Linked DNA regions of Mus musculus: regions 1, 2, 3 and 5 are each linked to region 4. The links are chromatin contacts, called in public HiChIP or PLAC-seq and promoter capture Hi-C maps. All regions are on one chromosome and are shown on one strand. Each heading gives the region's core, a stretch centred on a gene start, on an enhancer-like site or on the middle of the called end of the contact. The rest is flanking DNA. Distances are from core to core; before and after follow the strand shown. Region 1 has its middle 9.0 kb from the start of Gm39095. Region 2 has its middle 4.4 kb from the start of Gm33323. Region 3 overlaps Gm4265 (predicted gene 4265). Region 4 holds the start of Ate1 (arginyltransferase 1). Region 5 overlaps Gm33323 (a long non-coding RNA gene).

Region 1 (3,532 bases), core at 313-2,812, 720 kb before region 4:
GCACATTTAACTCACATATTGTGGAAGTAGCCACTGGGCTGCCAGTTCTAGGACCTATGCCATGTGACCCTCCTCAGCTGCTGCCTAAAGAGATAACAAGTGGAAATTCTAGAAAAGAAGCCTGAGAAGAAACTACCAAGCTAGAAGCAATAAGTCAGGAAAAAGACAGAACTATAAATAAGGGCTGAAAATTCTAGAAAAAAAATTTTTTTTTAATTTTAGTTTAATTCAATTTGGAGGTTGATTATTTTTCAGCTTTTCCATATTAAACGTGTTTGACCCACAAGTTCAGGGGCACACCTGCTTAATTTTTTTTTCTTGTGCTTTGTCTTTATGGCTTTTGGTTTCCACCTTCCTGTTTAAGGCATTCCCCCAAACCCCCGTCCTCCCGGAAGTTGTGTGTGATTGTTCTCAGCTGGGTGGGTTCACTGCCTCCCTCCCTCAGTCTGTAATCCTCAGCTCATATATCTCCGAACCTCTGCTGTGGCCGCTCTGCTTTCTCTTGTCATCTCTCCCTAAATATTTTTATTTTATTTGACAAACGTTTATAGAAACTAGCAGACACCCTAGGCACCAGCTATACACAGCATGGGGATGATTGAAACAGGCTCCCCGCCATCCCAAAGCATCCTGGTTGGTTTATACTGGACTAACATCACACATACTTTCAGTTTTTGGCCAGCATTGTGGGTGTCAGGGGTGAAGCTGTGTGGGGTAGGGGAAGAAAATGTCCCAGGGACTCCCTCCATTCCAGAGCCAGTGTCAACTGGAAGGGGGTGTACTCCAATGATCTGTTCCCTTAACCTTGCTTACTATAGCACAACAGAATCAGCAGTGATCAGCCCTGGTACTAAAGATGGAGAAACTAGTGTAAGACTAAGATTCACAAATGCTGGATGGACTCTAACACAGTACCTTTCTTACACAGTCTCTATGGTAGGGCTGTTTGTTTGTTTGTTTGTTTGTTTGTTTTAAGATTATATTTTCTCCCCATCTTCCTCCTTGAGTGCGCACGCATGTGGAGGTTAGAGGCCAACTTGCAGAAGTTGGTTCTCTCCTTCCACCATGTGGGCATCCCAGGCATTAAACTCAGGTCTTTGGGCTTGGCTCAGAGCACCCCTACCCTCTGAAACATCTCCTTGGTCCTCTAGGGTACTTTTGGTAAACCAGGAACTTTGCTCTCGGGTGCTGCAGTTCATCTTGCGAGGGCTCTACTCTCTGGTGAAGCTCCCTGGTTGCCATGGCATGGCTCACATTTGGTGCTAAGATCTATGTATTCGGTGCTTGGTTCCTAGCGTAGCTATGTAAGAGATGGTGACATTTTTTAAGAGGCAGAGCCAAGTGGGAGGTCCTTGTAGAAGAACCTGGGTCCTCCTGAGGACCAGCGAGCCAGAGAGCTGTGCTCACAGTGGCCTGAGGATGCTGTAGCCTGGGTGGATTAATTTGCAAGAGAGGAGTAAGGGATTTTCAAGGCACTGAGCCAACAGCCAAGGTCCAACAACATCCCCCCTCCCTCCTTTTTTTCTACAAAGAGCTCCATTCAATGAGTCTCACAATTGAACTTCACTGGCATACTTTCCTTACTTGGTACAGGGCCAAGGCATTTCCCCAAGGAGCCCTGGTCATGTCAGAGGTGGCTCGGAGTTGGTGAAAAGAGATCTGGGTTTAGTGGCTAGATAGTCATTTTATTACATGTTTTCCATTCAGCTGGCCAGGGGCTTATCTTCCCTTTAACTGTATTCTGCTCCAGTGTTGGCGGAGAAACAGGGGAGTGTGTGGGCCATATGCAAATGTCACACAAGCCTGTGCTTCTAAATCCGAAGATACCCCCCAGGTCTGTTTTTACCTTGGGGATAAGTACCTTGTGATATAGCCATTACTGTAGCAGAGTCATGTGCTCATGACCTGACCTAGTTAATTCCACTATAGGGTCTGAACTATGGGGGAGGGGGGGTGATGAGGGAGGATAGACTGATATGCAGCTGGCCAGAAAAAAAGTCTTTTGGGATTTTCAGCACCTTGGCACTTTGTCTTTTATCACCTTATCCATAGGGTTTAAGGGTAATTATGCTACCTACCAAAAAAAAAATCTAAATGAACCTCTTCTGTTATTCTTAAAAGCTCTTTCAAATCAGATTCCAAATGTACAGCTCAGCTTTTGGCTATGATCAAGACTACAAAATGACCTCAGCAGAAGAGCGGGGCAATCCGTCAATCATGTACGCTGCACACTTCAATAGCCGTGCCAACAATAATAACAGTGTAGGTGGGGGCTTCAAAAGCCTGCGCTTCTTATATTAAACTCCCTGTAGCACTGTGGGATTAAGATGAGTCAGAGAGTAAAGCAGTTTGTATGTTTGTGGGATTCTTCCCTTCAGAAACACTTGGACTGGGGTGAAGCGCATCCATATGTCTGTGAACCAAACTGCATCCCCAGGAAGCAGGTACTCCCCTTTAGCATCAATCCTCAGTTAGTGGACATTTCCAGTGACACTCTTGCAAGTTATTCCTGCACTTCCACAGGCAAGACTGGGAGCAAATACTTCCGCACTGCTGAGGAGCAAGTATAGTTAGATCCTGAAGGAAACGGAAAGGCATCTGTGTGTTTGCACTGCCCCCAAAGCAAAGCAAACCCCTCCCAGAGCTCTTCCTAATCTGATACCAAGCTGTGACAGTCATAGATGGAGATAGTCCCTTTGTAAAATAACAGATACTGCGGGAGAGCAAACAGCCTCCATGTGTTCTTCAATGATAGCACTTTCAAAAATAAATGTCATGCGTGTGTGTACGCATGCATGTGCCAGTGCATATGTGTGTGCACACATGTGTGTACATGCATCTAGAGGTCAAAGGACAATATCAGGTATTCCTCAGGCACTATTGATCTTGTTTTCTTCAAGACAAGGTCTGTCACAAACCTGGAACTTGGCAAACTGGCTAGGTGGGCTGATCAACCAGCCCTAAGGATCCACTTGTTTCCACCTTCCTAAGGAAAACTTAGACAAACCGCTCTTGGCCATTTGTTTTTCTGTTCTGTAGTCCCTACTGGGGGGAAAAAAGAGTCAACTCTGCTTAGATTCATTCAGCAAATAATTACCTTGCCTGGCATAGGCACATACCCCTGAGATGGTTCTGCATGATAGCTCAGAGGCAAGGAGGGGGGGGGCTGCAGCTCAAGTATCTGCAGGGCGGTGCTAGGGAGACCCTAGAGGGGCTGATATCTGGGCACAGAGATAAGAGGTGGGCAGAGGAGGGGATGGGAAAGGAGCCAGGCAGAGAGGAGCAGAGAACCTTGCCTGTATCCACCTTCAGCTATGACGAGGATATACAGTGTCTGAGCTCCTCAGCCCTGAGTGGGAAGGAGTTCTGCCTAAGTGTGGGCAGAAGGCCATCAGGACAGGCCACCTAGGCTTTGAGACTTACAGAAGAACTTGGGTTTCCTCCTGAAGGGAGGGTGGCGGCAGTCACTCATCAGAGGATTAAAACATGATGTCTTGAGTTTTCATTCTCAGGGTAGTGTCTGAATTCCTGT
Region 2 (3,624 bases), core at 472-2,971, 760 kb before region 4:
CCACACACCCAGCTATCCAGTCCCTCTCCTCACATGCCAAGCACTGATCTGGTCTCTACCCCATGTTCCATGGGCTCTGACACAAAGTTCAACATACTTTTGATTTTTTTTTTTACCATTCAAAAATGTTATTTCAAGGCCACTTCCTGTCTCCACATTTTCAACATTCTTGACAGTGGTATGTTTTCATACTGTCCACAACAGTGCTTTGTAGACTGAACAGTGTTTGGTATGTTTTATTTTTTACACACTGTCCTAGTTGGTTTCACCTGTGTTTCATAATTAATTGAATGTAAGGAGCCAGAGTCTTGACAGAGGGCATATGGGGAATGGGAGCATAGGACATTATTTTTCAGCTAAAAGTATGAAGGTCATACCTTCCTTCTTTCCCTTTCTGGTCATCCAAGAGCCTCAGCTGCAGAAGTATTAAACTGTCTTACGAAAGTCACCAAGGCTATTTAACTACCTTCCCACAGCTTAAATAAAACCACCAAAATTCCCTCCCTGTGCAATCACAACACAGAAAGCATACTCTCTGAGAGATGGGGGTGACAGGCAGTGCCCATTTCTCTGTTTTCCTTGCACTTACCCATCACATCCTCTAACTCACGCTGATTTCTCTAGGGGCAGTGGGGTGCAATGTGCATTGTATCTGACATGATTTTATGCCACTTTTATCAACCCTGGTCAAGGATAGAAGACAGATTCTCGAAGCCTTGAGAGTGATGGGGATTTTAATTGATTAGAAAAAAAATTAAGCACAAAAACTGTGCTCAAGTGTTTGCAATCATGTGTTCTTTTTAGAAGTTTAGCATATTAAACTGACTTGGTACCAACAGAAGCAGAGTTGACAGTTGGATTTAGTTACTACGTTCTCTGTGAAAACGTGACTGTCTGGAGAGTGGCTCAGCCTTGACCTTGCCATCTAACAGGAAACATAACAGGATGGCGTGAATAAGACCCTAAAGGTCCTGTAGCTGCATCATTGAGACCAAACCAAAAGCCCAGCCCCTGACCTCTGGACTGAGACTTCCAGAATGGTCCCCAGGAGAGTAGTCACTATGGCAGCTTTTGTTTGCCTTCAAGTAGGATGTTTTGAGACTCCAGCAAGACATAATGGTAATCTGTATGTCAAATGTTCAACTCCAAATTGTTCTGTAGGTTTTCTGCTGGGTGCAGAAATTCGAGCTAAAGGTGAAGCCTTCACTCCCTGCCACTGGGTTTAATAGCAGGACCGCATACACAAACCCGTTTTATTGATGATAGGCCCCAACTTTTCCCTTCTTGAAACATGAGTCACTGGGGCATGGACCTTATATCATAAGCAGAAACCAGATACCCTTAGAGTCAGAAGTATCTCCAACACTAATTGGATTAAAAATCACGAAGCGTGCTCGCAGACCGAGGCATTCAAATCAAATTAGCCACCATCTTAGTTTTTAAAAAGAAAGAATTAGTGCCTTGTGTGTACATTATCATCACTAGTTAATGAGAGAGCTAGCATGACTGGAGCCGCTCCTGTTTCCGGAACTCAGATACCACAACATGCCCTCTGCCTTCGCTTGCTTTTTTGTTTGGTTTGGTTTTTCTTGCAAAAGAAGAGCTAGAAAACTGAAGTGCAGCAAACGCCCATCCTCTTAGGAACTACATCAGGAAGTCCTTATTCTCAAAAGAGGAAGTGGAACCACAGGGAGGTTTAGAACAGTCCCAGACCTTTCAGTGGCTTGGCAGCAGCTAACTAACTAACACTCAGGGGTCCTCACCTGCAATGCCTTATGGACCTGAGTAACTCTGCCAGATGCCCTTTAGATGAAAGGAATGTGACAATTCTTCAAAGTAGCATTGAGAGCCTGAGGCAGCCCAGACAAAGGCCTGGGCCTTGGGCAAAGCAGAGCTGAGAGATTATCTTGGCCTCAGAGGAGCAGGCAACAACCCCTCACCTCCTTACAACTATCCACTTGAAAAGGTGGAAGGAAAGTCAAGGCCACACTAACCCCAGAAGACAGACACTTCCCAAGGGAATGTGAGAGAGTGGGGAAGACCTCAGTTCTTCAGTTGACAAGCAGAGAGACACTTGGAAGTGTGCTTTTCTACAAGGGTAGATCAAACCAAAGAGTTGCAAGAGGCCTGATGAGCTGACTTCCAGAGGAAAGCCAGCTACCCACTCCCTGGAAGCCAGCCAGTGAGCCCGTGAGCCAGTGACCCTGTAAGCCAGTGAGCCAGTCAGTGAGCCAGTGAGCCAGCCAGTGAGCCAGTGAGCCAGCGGTCCTGTAAGCCAGTGAGCCAGTGAATCTGTAAGCCAGTGAACTTGTAAGCCAGTGAGCCAGTGACCTGTAAGCCAGTGAGCCAGTGAACTTGTAAGTCAGTGAGCCAGCCAGTGAGCCAGTGAGCCAGTGAGCCAGTGAGCCAGTGAGCCAGCCAGTGAACCAGGTTAGCAGCTGCCCTTACAGAAAAGGGAGTAGTCCTTGAGGGAAGAAAAGTTTAGTACAGGACAGAGAGGGCGGAGCACTGCAAAGACTGTGTGGGCCAGTGGAGGGATATCTAGAGAAGCCCCAACAAGCTGTTCAGTGCAATGGTTCTTCTTACAGCCACATAGATCTCAAATTTCATTAGGACACAGCAGGGGAGAAGGAGACTGGAAACAGGCCCCTGAAACATGTGTTATGAAGCATAGAGTTTAACCAAAGAAGTTCAACACATTTAAAGCTGAATCCTATCTAAACATCCTTTAACCTGGCAGTGACCAGATGAGAAAGGTGTTGTCACAAAGAGAAATAGAAAGCATTCCACTGATAATATATGCAAGAACACATGACCCATGATTCATTTTTTTAAAGGGTGTTTAACTCCTCTAAAAGTGAATTGTTCCTGGTGAGTGAGAGATAGTGCTGTCTTAGTGAGCATGCTGATACACATGTATGGCTGTAATCCCGGCTTCTGGAGGCTGAAGCAGAAGGATTCTGAGTTCAAGGCCAACCTAGGCTATACACCAGGACTCTGTCTCAAAAAATGAGTCAGGGTGGAGAGGTTATAATACACAGGAGTAAAATGTACCCAGCACAGCTCTAAAGCAGTAAATCACAGTAAAGACTCTAACCAAAGGAGCCGTGAGACCCACTCATAGGCCCAACAGGAGCTAGGCAAGCATTCACGGTCATGAATGGTGAGGGTAGATGCTGGACAAAATGGGATGAAGGGAAAAGCTGGATGGGGAAAATTTATTGATATGGGGAGCAGCCTTTTACATTCTGGCAGGGATCCCAAAAAATGGAGCCAGTATCCTGAGATATTAGCTAAGGGTACCAGAGAGGAAGAAGTAGTTGGGTTGTTCATGGTTTTACCTGTTGAGCCATATGAATTCATTAATCTGAATATAAGTTCATATTGGACACGGGATGGGCAAACGTGCTTTCCTTCCCAAGAGTTGTCTAGTAAGGTTCCTCAGAAGGTCCTTTGATGTGTGTATGTGTGTGTCTGTCTGTCTGTGTGTCTGTGTGATGTTTATGTATCAGGTATCACAGGTAGGAGACAATTGCCTAATCCAAGGTCACAAGAATTTACTTAGGTTTCCTTCTGAAGTCTGTAGCATGTCTAATATTTTTTTAAAAGACAAGAAATTTGCCT
Region 3 (3,237 bases), core at 208-2,707, 550 kb before region 4:
AGCCTCACATACATAGCAATCTGGAGGCCAGCCTGGGCTATGCGATCATGTCTCAAAAATAAAAACAAAAGACAGAATTCTCAAGTTTTTGGAAATCAAGAACAATTGGTGAAGGCTCCAGGTGGCTCCCATACGTGCATGGGCTACCAGACCACACACTGATCGATATGAGGCTCTGGAGATGAAAGATAAATGAACTTATATTTGTTTATGTCTGTCTTCCTTCTCTAGACAGCAAGGCCAGAGGTTGGTAAGGTTTTTTTTTTTTTTTCTATGAAGAGCCAGAGAGCAAATATATTAAGCTTTGTGAGCCAAGAGGCCACATACTTTGCCATTATAGCATGGACCCCACTAGGCAAGTATATAAACTACCAACATGTTCAAGATGAGTGGGGGCTGAGTCTGGCCAGGGTCCACAGGTTGCAACTCCACTCTTGGAGTAGGAACCTAGTCTTCTTTGCCTGGAGCCCCATGTCTGCACAGTGCTTGCCAGATGGCGTCTGGTTGAGAAACGGTGAGGGAGTGGTCACAGTCCTTGCCTCAGGGATACACATTCTGGTGCAGTGGGGAGGAGGTGAAACAGCAAACGAACATGATGTAAGAAAGAGGCCCATGTCCCTTGTGTGTGTGTGTGTGTGTGTGTGTGTGTGTGTGTGTGTGTGTGTGTAATGTCAGGGGTCAGGGTGCCCGGCAGAGCAGATACAAACACAGGACTCTCAGTTAACTTTGAATTTGGGGTACACGGTGACTACAGTACTGGAAACATATGCTGGGGTGACAACTCAGTGGGTAAAGTGCTTGCGGGACGAGCGTGAGGACCTGAGTTCAGATTCCTAGCACTCTCAGAGAAAGCTGTGCCTGAAGGAGTGCCTGTAACCTGAGCACCAGGAAGCAGAGACAGATGGGTTCCAAGGGCTCCCTTAAGAGAATCCTGAAGCTCCAGACACAACCTGGAGCCTCAGAAACAACAAGGAAGTAGAAAAATGATAGAGGGTGGTGCTCAGTGCCAACCCCTGGGTTTAGTGGCCACATGCATGGGAGTGTGTACCTGCACACATGCCAAGTACACGTATACACCACCCCTCACACAAAATACACGTGGTCCAACTGAAACTCCTATTTAACTACCTACCATCTGAGCAGGAAATTCAGGGAAGTTCCCAGGACTGTGAGCTGTGAGAGGAGAGAGCAGGTACCTCGAAATGAAAGAAGCCAAAGAACTTGAAAGGCAGGACAAAGTGAGTGCCACAAAACCGACACCCCAAGAGTTAGGGGTCACTTCTCATTCGGGCCCAGGTGTGGCTGTGGGGATGGATGGGCCCACAGCCAGGCTGGAGATAGGGGTACAGCTTTGACCCTGAAAGAAAGGGTCAGACTCAGTCCTATAGTTAACAGCGAAGGAGACAAGGTCCCTAAGCAGAGAAGTGACCACTGCCAGCGGCCAGAGGCTCATGATCACAACAGTACACAAACTCTCCCATGAGATTCACAGCACATTAAACTCTGGCCTGATTTTAACTTTCCCAGGCTCTGTGGATTGGATTTTCTTCATTATGAAGTTGCTTTCGGGCTGGTGAGATGGCTCAGTGGGTAAGAGCACCCGACTGCTTTTCTGAAGGTCCAGAGTTCAAATCCCAGCAATTTCATGATGGCTCATAACCATCTGTAATGAGATCTGACACACCCTCTTCTGGTGTGTCTGAAGACAGCTACAGTGTACTTACATGTAATAAATAAATCTTAAAAAAAAAGAAGTTGCTTTCACACATATCCACATGCACATACAATACAGTTCAAGCATATTCATATGTTTGTATGTATACTTCTCATATATTTACATGCATATGCACACACATTAGTAGACACATATTAATCCATGTCTTTTGTAGGGCTCTCCTATCAAATCTATTCCGTAAAAAACTGAAAACTGTCTCTAAAGCTCAGAAGAGAGATGGACAGATGGAGGAGCTGTTGCCTGGAAGACAGCCACAGACATCATGTGAGTGGGAGGGCATATAGAAGGGAGAAAGGTAGCCAAGAGAGGAACTGGAAAGTACCCCAGACTGGATGGGATGATCAGAGGGGATAGTTGAAATAGATCAAGACAGATTTGACAAGGCAACTAAAGGAGAGAGGACAATTTTGCTCTGGGATTTAACCAAAGAGGAAGCATGGAGAAAGAATCACAAGAAGACCGAACAAGGGCATTGAACTCGCCAGTGTAATCACCGATGCCTGCCATCCAGCCGCTGTCTGCATACGGATGAGGGTGAGAGGTTCTGAGCTGTGTAGTCTCAGATCTGTTCTATTTAATACATTTGATTATTGCCACGAGTGAAGACATTGTTCATTATCTGAGTTAGGATTTCTATTGCTGTGAGGAGACATCATGACCATGATAACTCTTATTAAGGAAAACATCTAATTGGGACTGGCTTACAGTTTTAGAGGGTTAGCCTATTGTCATCATGGCAGGAAACATGACTGTATACAGGCAGACATGGTGCTGGAGAGATAGGTGTGAGATCTATGTCTACATCCACAGTTGTCATGACACAGCAAGAATGACACTGGCCTGGCTTGATCTTCTGAGATTTCTAAGCCCACTACCCAGTGGCATACATCCTTCAGCAAGGCCATATCTAATGGTGCCACTCCCTATGGGTTTTCATTCAAACCACCACACTCATGAAGTCAACAAACATTCTGTGAGCATGTATTCTATACCAGGCACATCCTATATTATGACTCTGTAAGTCCCAGAGGAGATAAAGCATGAAGCATTGGAGATTAATTCTGATGGAGGGAGCTTGTAGTTGTTTGGCTGAAAATGGCCCTCATAGACTCACAGGTAGTGGCACTTGTAGTGGTCTTGTTGCAGTAGGTGTGGCCTTGTTAGAAGGAGTGTCACTGGGGATATGCTTTGAGGTTTTAAATGCACAAGCCAGGCCCAATGTCTCTTTCTTTCTGCTGCCTGTTGATCTTGATGGAAGTTTGCTCCTTTTCATTGTACATCTGCATAACACTGGCCACTAATAACTACTAGTCAACACTAGACTGTTTTGAAATCTCCTCTGCCAAAGCTGTTAATCCAAAATTCTTCAATGCAGCCTCAGGCAGACTTATCAGACAAGGGCAAAAAGTAGTCACATTCTTCCCCCAAAATATCACAAGAACTGTCTCTATGCCACATATTAAATTCTCCTTCTCTGAAACCTCTTGAGCCAGGCCCCCCAC
Region 4 (3,398 bases), core at 65-2,564:
TCAGAATATAAAAATTCTGAAAAAGAATAGTATCTCTATCACTCAAAGTGAGCCACTGTCATTTGATGTGCTTTCTTGGCCTTATTTGGGCTTTATTGGACCGTATTCCTCTCAGCTGTCACGTGTACTCGGCTGTCATCTGCATCCTGTTTATTTAACCCTATGCTCCAAGCGTTTTTTTCACTTAACTGGTCTTCGTAATCCGTGCATCTAACGATTGTATAACTGTCTACCCAAGGCCGCGGTTCACCTAATAATACACTTTCTCCTAATAAACACTTTTAATGCATCCATAAACCAAAATCCCGTGCACAGCCAAACCACTAAACTGTCTTTCAAAACGGGTAAATCTCTAACCTAAATTTATAGTCAAGTTACCTTGCTTCCACCTGCAGGATTATTCTAAACCATCCATCCTAGATTCTGTATTTGCCGATCATGACACGGCAGACAATAAGTACATATTCGGCTTACAAACAAATCTTCCGTAAGAAACCTGAATCCTAGCCCGGTGGTGATGCACACCTTTGATCCCAGACCCTCGGGAGGCAGGGGCAGGCGGATCTCTGAATTCCAGGCCAGCCTGGTCTACAGAGTGGATTCCAGGACAGCCAGAGCTACACAGAAAACGTTTGTCTCGAAAAGCCAGAAAAATAAAATAAAATAAAAAGAAAAGAAACCTAAAGCCTGAAGGAACACCGTTATTACGGTCTTCAAGATGGATTGGCACAATGACATGGTATAAATCCCTGATTTAAAAAAAAAGTCGAGCAGGTATTTTATCAAAATATCAAGCCGATCTCGGTTTCCAGTACGTTCTCCCAGACACTTTCTCCAAAATGACAGCGAACAGGTGTGCACGCACACGCCCCTCTACACATGCAGCAGGGGGCCTCGGCTGCCGCGGGGATGGATGCAGGGCGGCCGTCAGCTCCCAGGAGCCTCCCCATCTCCCTTCCCGTCTCCCAGAGCAGCCGCTGAGGGAGCAAGGGTGGAGGACACCCGGCTCTTCACGACGCTCCCCCAGGCTGCGGCCACCCAAGACCCTCACAGAGCCCGAAGCACACGCCCGCCGGCCGAGCTCGCTCACCATAGGAGCGACTGCCCAACTTGTTCTTGCAGTAGCCACACTGGAAGGAGGTCTGGCCCTCAAAATACTCTACAAGGCTAGGTGAAGGCGCGCTCCAAGAAGCCATGTCCGCGACCCCGCCGCCGCTGCGCCACCCAGTCCTACGCAGCCGCCGCTACCGCCGCCTTCGCCTCCACCACCCCACAATGCAACGCGCGCGCCTCCGAAGATCGCGCGAAGCCACTCGAGTGCTCCCGGGCTGGAAGGACCGGACGCCCTACGTCACTGACGCCGCCCGCGCCATGTTGACTGCGGGCAGCCGTCCGCTAGTTCCGTTCCTCCTCTGTGAGGGGCGGCTACCCCCTAGGGAGGGCGAGGGCGGGAAGACCGGGATGGAAAGGAAGCCGGCTGAGGAGAGACCAATGGGACCGGGAAGCTGGAGTCGGGTGACCAACGGCCTCAACCCGCGCGGCAGGCCTGCCAGGACGTAGCGAGAGCCTGGCTGAAGCCGGTAAAGGCGACCTGGACGGCGGGACACTCACCACACGACGTCTTGCCCTCCCTGGACTCGCAGTAGCCGCAGTAGTAGCCGGCCTTCAGGCCCTTGTATTCCACCACCGAGGCCATGGCCGCCGCTGTGGGCTTGAGGAGCGGCCACGCCTCTCAGCGCGGGGAACCTCGGGGAAGGGCCGAGAGCGCGGGGGTTGCCGGGTTCGCGGCTCTCCGCCGATCCCCGGTCAGGCCACTGGCCGCCAGCCTGGGTTGCAGGGGTGCGTCTCGGAACCCAGTGTTTAGTGGCCAGCAGGTTACTTGTCCAGTCAACAGCAGTCCTTGTCACTGACGCGATCTCTCAGCCCGCTTTACAGATAGGGAAACTGAGGCTCCAGGTTGGGATTCACCCGGTCATTTGCGCTCTGTAGTTGAAGGTTAACCTCGAGTTCTGCGCCTGACCACCTGTGAGGAACGAGGAGCCGGAGCTGGCTTGATAGAGAGGGATCTAGAATCCAAACAACTCTGCTAGAGCGGAATGTCCAATGACGAAGCGACACTTTCCTCTTTTAAAGGGAGTTTTAAATATCACTCAAAAAGAATTTTTAACTCTTCAGGCTGAACATTTACATAATCTGAATTCACTCCATGGGTCTCCAATTTGCAAAGAACGTGTTTTAGGGAATGAGGTTGTGAGGCAAAGTGTAAAAATAAAGGCATGCTCCTACCAAGATAATATTCCTTAGCTTTCTCCTCTGCGTACACAGATGTTTAAGTCTGTCTGGCATAATTTCCATAGTCGACAATATGGTGAATTCCTTTTTGCAGTGTCTAGAAAGTGCAATCAGGAAACTTTTTTTTTTAATTATGTTTGTGGGTGTTTAGCCTGCAAGTAGATATGTGTACAACCTTCATCCAATGCTGGAGGCATCCAGAAGGCATTGTAGACCCTGAAACCTTGACGGGCAGACAATTCTGAGCCACTCATGTAAGATTGAAAGGATGGAAAAATACAGCCTCAACTCCAGCCTCCTAAGAAGCCCTAAATACCACAAATTCCAGACCCTGCTCCCTGCCAGTATACAGGTAAAAGGTCACACTTCCGTGCTGTTCCAGGGCCCGCTTCCTGTATGGAACTAGGTGAAAGAGCATTAAGACAGACCCTTGAATACGTGATCCTGGCCTAGTAAGATAACAGGAGGAGAGGAGCTGACTAACTGCTTATCTAGCAACTGTAAAGTGCTTGCACAATGGAAGGAAAGATTACACACTGAAAGAACTGCGTGGGGTCTTGATGCTATGAAATGATTGGTTTGCGAAACGCAGGCTTTGTTGTAACCCCATAAAAGCTGTCCCAATTCTGCACTCGTGGTCCGTGGTCCTCTACCCCTGCGTGGTGTACTGGGCCCCAGAGCACGCCTGGAATAAAAAGTCCTCTTGCGGTTTGCATCAAGGCCGTTTCTTGTGAGTGATTTGGGGTGTCGCCTCTCCTGAGTCAGAACGTGGGGGAGTCCTCACTTTGTGGGTCTTTCAACATCAAATATGATGCTGGGAACCAAACTCTGTGTCTTCTGCAAGATCATCAAGTGCTCTTAACCACTGAGCCACCACCTCTCCTGCCGGTGAACAAACTTATTTTTCAACTGTTAATGAACCTAGATGACCTAGAACTCTGGACCTCCCCCCCCCCCGCCCCCCAGGCTCCACTGTGCTGGAATCCCGGGTGTGCACCACTGTACATGGCTAAATGTATAAACTTTTAAAGGAAATTTCAACGGTTTTGACCCTAAGGTTTTCCGTGCTAAAGATGCATCTAGTTAAGTTTAATAATGAATTCAGG
Region 5 (3,499 bases), core at 280-2,779, 740 kb before region 4:
GTGAAGCAAAAGTGAGCTACATCAAAGCCAGCCTGGAATACATGGGATTCTGCATCAATTAAAAAAAAAAGTGTATCCGAGTATTTCCTATGAAGCTACTATGAAAACGTAGCAAATAGATTTCTTTTCAGACCTGCTCCCTTCCAAGTTACTCAGTTGTGATAAGCATTTTCCAAGAGACTACTGTGCTGGGAGCCTGTAACTCCTGGAGGTCTCTGCAGATACAGGAAGATAGCTGAAGTATTTTCATAAGAATTTCTGAGTCAGCTATGGAGTTCAGATTGTGGAGTTCAGGTTCATTAGCTGTCTAACCTCAGGCAATATGCTGGTCCATCCCTGTCCAGAGAACCAGGATACATTTATGGTACCGAGACCTAATGAGAAGCCAGGTCCATGGCTCAGCACTCCTGATAAGTGGCTTGCTCCATTAAGTCTGGCTTTCTGGGCTCCTCAAAAGGTGTCATACTTGGGTACACAAGGGAGCCTTGGCAAGGGTGAATTTGGTCCCCCTTCAGCACAGATGTAATCCCATAAGCTTTGAGGACAGTATTCAGGTGGAACAGAACATGAGATGACATCAGCCAGGCTCGGTCCTAACCACTCTTTGGTCCTCTTAGAGCTAAGACAAGAGCTCAGAGTGGAGGGTTGGGAACATGGCTCAGCTGGTAGAGTATGTACAGAGTCCTGGCTTCACTCCCCAGTACCACATAAGCCAGGCATGTTTGCTCCTGGCTGCAATTTCAGCATCTTGGGGTTGAAAGCTGGTGGATGAGAAGGTCAAGGTCATCCTGGGCTGTATAATGAGCCCAAGGTCAGCCTGAGATTCAGGAGAGACCCTGTCCTAAGCATGGAACAGGGTGGAGTGGCTTCCATCCCATTTGTAACTGTTAAACCTGCACCTCTTCCCAGGCTCCTGTAAAAATGATCCATCTTTCCACTAGGTCTTCCTGAGGAAGAGCCATGCAGAATCTTGGCACCTTCACCCTGCCCAGAATTGTGTGGTGTCGTCTAGCAAAGTCAGAAAGGATGTTCAAGACAGGCTTTTGTTCTGCTGGGAAAAGAAAAATCTCTCTTCCTTTCTGCACGTGGCTACAGCGAGTTGCAGTTCACAATGCTGCCAATTTTAACACGTGCCTGGGCACACCCACAGGCACACACACACACACACACACACACACACACACACACACTCACACATACGGGTCGATCCTCAGCCTGGCTGTCTCTAAAACAATCCATGTTCAGCACTCATTGTTAATTATGAGCGGGTGCACCGATCACCAAATGGCACTGATGCTGAGCCCTCGGTGGCTGTCCCTGTCAGTCTGCATCACCATGACGCAGGTTGATGAAATCATCTGGGCAAGGTTAAGGCAAGGCCTCCACTGTACAACATTCTGCGTAAAACAAACAACTGCTTGCTTTTGAGACCTGGCAAGGAAATGAAAAAGAAACCCAAGATGCTCTCGGCTTCTGTCCTGGTTTCTAGGCAACTGGATGCTGGGTGCAGGAAGGGAGAGGGGCTTTCTTCTGGTGCCAGACAGTATTGATAGACAGTGGACTGCTGCTCAGTGCCAAGGACCTGGGGAGGGACAGAGGAAGCCGGAGCAAGCCTCATTGCCCTAATCAACCGTAGCTTGGCCTGCTGGCAGGGAGAGGTTGGAAAATGAGTGGATCAGTAGGGGGCTGGGCAGAGGGGAGATGCTTTTCTATCCTTTATAAAGACAAGAGGCTGTATTACAAGGATTGTTATCCTGGCAGCCAGAGATGAGTATGTCATTCAGAGGAGATGAAGGAACCTGACAAATGCCTTCGGAAGGCTCTTCAGGGATGGCTTGGCTGAGTCCTGGTTGTGGCAAAAGTGCACAGGAACGGTCAGTGGGATGGGGCATTATTTCATTCAATACTATCTAACAGGATCATCCCAGAGTCCACTGTGTGCCAAGCACTTTGTAAGCCCTGAGGATCTAAGAAGGAAGGAGAGGCCAAGCATCCACCATCAGCTCCCCTCTGTTGCTACTTTGGCCAGTGTTGAGAGGTCCAGGAGATCTTATAGTATAATGAGTGACCTAGGACTCCTCAGACAGATTAGGGTTCAAACCTGAACCCTGCCACTTACAGAGAGCGAGTAGTACTTAAACTCTCCAAATGCCCCTTCTTATCCATCCTAGAACTGTCTGGAACCAACACCAAGAGCAGGCGCATCATTTCCAGCAAACTACTAGTTTTCTGTCTTTTGTCCTGGGTTTCTCTGGCGACAGAGAAGAGTCTGTCCCAAAACGGTGAGAAACCTCAAATGGGTTTGATATGCAAGGAGATTCCCCGGTTTTTGTCTTACTGAATTCCTTAGGGCACTGCAGGGCAGTAATGGGTGTGTATTACAATGCCTATACATTACAAAAGCACAGGTCATACACCCTGAGCAGTCAATGTAGACTGCGGGGCCTAACCTAGTATCCTGGGAACTAGCAGTTCTTCTGTGAAGAAAAAACAAAACAAAACAAAACAAAAAAAAACAAAAAACAAATGTAAGTGAAGGAAGGAAGGTTACAGGTCAGAAGCAACGGGATGCACATGCCTAGATCCCCTGTGGATCTAGAGTTGAAGAGACAATTATCTTGTCCCTGCCCAGCGTTTCTGTGGCCTTCTCTCAGCCAGGGAGACTTCTTGAGTGGCTCTTGGGGTACCTTGTGGGTATGGTTAGCCTTCTGCCTTCCAGCTTGCATTTCTTTGGTCCATGACTGTCCTGACTCATCATAGTCAGCTTGGGCATCCCATGTTCAGCAAAAGCCACTGTTCTCCCAGTGCCTATTTCTCCTGCATCCACAAAAATGCATCATAAAACAAACAAGCAGAGAAAAAAAAAACATAAGCAAACACAGAGAGGAATCAGTGTCCTAGTGTCATCCCTGGCTACTGACCAGCTGTGTGGGCAAGTGCCTTTAGTTCTTTGAGTCTTAGCTTCCAGATTCCAGACAGAGAGCTACTTAAATCTCACTGTAGAGACAATGTAAGAGTTAATGGCTACATGAAGATCAAGGGAGACCTGGGAAGAGCTGAGATTTCAATGTTCACAGTGCAACATTGGCCACTATTCTGAGTGCTGCATAGGGTTTGTCTTCCTTGCCTGTTTTTCACATTGTTGTGGAGTGACCTTTTACAGATGAGAACACTAAGACCCAGAGACGTTGTGAAACCCACTGAGACATACAGATAGGCCACCTCTGTTTGTCACACCCATGCCACAGGGCTTCCCAGCTCAGTACACTTTCTTCTTAGCTATTTCTCATGCAGTAACATTTGGGACCAAACTATTTCCAAAGAGTCAATTAATGCAAGATTCAGCCTTGGGCATTCATTCTGGATTGGGGCTGCCTCCGGGTTAACAGTGGTTCCCTACATCCAACACTCAGTGAGACTAGAAGGCCAGGCAAGCTCTCTCTGGGAAAGAGGACCTGTGACTCTGGGATGGCTCGCAGCAGGCCCAGCATTTACTTCA

The links. Promoter capture Hi-C pulls out the DNA fragments that hold promoters and counts their contacts. HiChIP or PLAC-seq counts read pairs in DNA pulled down with a chosen protein or histone mark.
Region 1: a contact with region 4 is called in an H3K27ac HiChIP or PLAC-seq map of stem cell-derived neural progenitor cells, with 6 times the contacts expected there. The contact joins the enhancer-like site here to the promoter of Ate1 in region 4. A contact is called at or near these places in 2 of 39 promoter capture datasets (3T3-L1-derived adipocytes and hippocampal neurons) and 3 of 115 datasets of contacts at active chromatin or transcription factors (astrocytes, large pre-B cells and stem cell-derived neural progenitor cells).
Region 2: an H3K27ac HiChIP or PLAC-seq map of acute myeloid leukemia shows a contact between it and region 4, with 4 times the contacts expected there. The contact joins the enhancer-like site here to the promoter of Ate1 in region 4. A contact is called at or near these places in 2 of 39 promoter capture datasets (the 3T3-L1 cell line and hippocampal neurons), 6 of 115 datasets of contacts at active chromatin or transcription factors (acute myeloid leukemia, astrocytes, embryonic forebrain and 3 more) and 1 of 9 other capture datasets (adipose tissue).
Region 3: a promoter capture Hi-C map of hippocampal neurons shows a contact between it and region 4, with 3 times the contacts expected there. The contact joins the enhancer-like site here to the promoter of Ate1 in region 4. A contact is called at or near these places in 5 of 39 promoter capture datasets (the 3T3-L1 cell line, 3T3-L1-derived adipocytes, frontonasal cranial neural crest and 2 more) and 2 of 115 datasets of contacts at active chromatin or transcription factors (embryonic stem cells and stem cell-derived neural progenitor cells).
Region 5: a promoter capture Hi-C map of hippocampal neurons shows a contact between it and region 4, with 4 times the contacts expected there. The contact joins the enhancer-like site here to the promoter of Ate1 in region 4. A contact is called at or near these places in 8 of 39 promoter capture datasets (the 3T3-L1 cell line, 3T3-L1-derived adipocytes, cranial neural crest and 4 more) and 4 of 115 datasets of contacts at active chromatin or transcription factors (embryonic forebrain, embryonic hindbrain, embryonic stem cells and 1 more).

What each region holds. Positions count from the first base shown.
Region 1 is chr7:129,800,124-129,803,655 of GRCm38.p6, forward strand. No RefSeq gene overlaps it. Among named protein-coding and RNA genes, the nearest start is that of Gm39095, 9.0 kb to the right of the region's middle. Within about 2 kb of position 1,563, at least 48 of the 459 cell types and tissues checked have an H3K27ac peak or open chromatin away from gene starts, as enhancers often do. A contact at or near this core is called in stem cell-derived neural progenitor cells, where this site is marked.
Region 2 is chr7:129,758,365-129,761,988 of GRCm38.p6, forward strand. No RefSeq gene overlaps it. Among named protein-coding and RNA genes, the nearest start is that of Gm33323, 4.4 kb to the right of the region's middle. Within about 2 kb of position 1,722, at least 84 of the 459 cell types and tissues checked have an H3K27ac peak or open chromatin away from gene starts, as enhancers often do. A contact at or near this core is called in acute myeloid leukemia, adipose tissue and pro-B cells, where this site is marked.
Region 3 is chr7:129,964,959-129,968,195 of GRCm38.p6, forward strand. It overlaps Gm4265 (predicted gene 4265), which reads left to right. Exons shown (of 4, transcript NR_046077.1): 2 at 1,890-2,269. Among named protein-coding and RNA genes, the nearest start is that of Gm4265, 4.4 kb to the left of the region's middle. Within about 2 kb of position 1,458, at least 28 of the 459 cell types and tissues checked have an H3K27ac peak or open chromatin away from gene starts, as enhancers often do. A contact at or near this core is called in 3T3-L1-derived adipocytes and hippocampal neurons, where this site is marked.
Region 4 is chr7:130,518,266-130,521,663 of GRCm38.p6, forward strand. It overlaps Ate1 (arginyltransferase 1), which reads right to left and starts at 1,315. Exons shown (of 12, transcript NM_013799.3): 1 at 1,091-1,315. The coding sequence starts at 1,196. It overlaps Gm4275 (putative uncharacterized protein ZNRD1-AS1), which reads left to right and starts at 1,326. Exons shown (of 4, transcript XR_869987.2): 1 at 1,326-1,580.
Region 5 is chr7:129,777,767-129,781,265 of GRCm38.p6, forward strand. All of the region lies in intron 1 of Gm33323 (a long non-coding RNA gene), which reads left to right. Among named protein-coding and RNA genes, the nearest start is that of Gm33398, 15 kb to the left of the region's middle. Within about 2 kb of position 1,530, at least 48 of the 459 cell types and tissues checked have an H3K27ac peak or open chromatin away from gene starts, as enhancers often do. A contact at or near this core is called in hippocampal neurons, where this site is marked.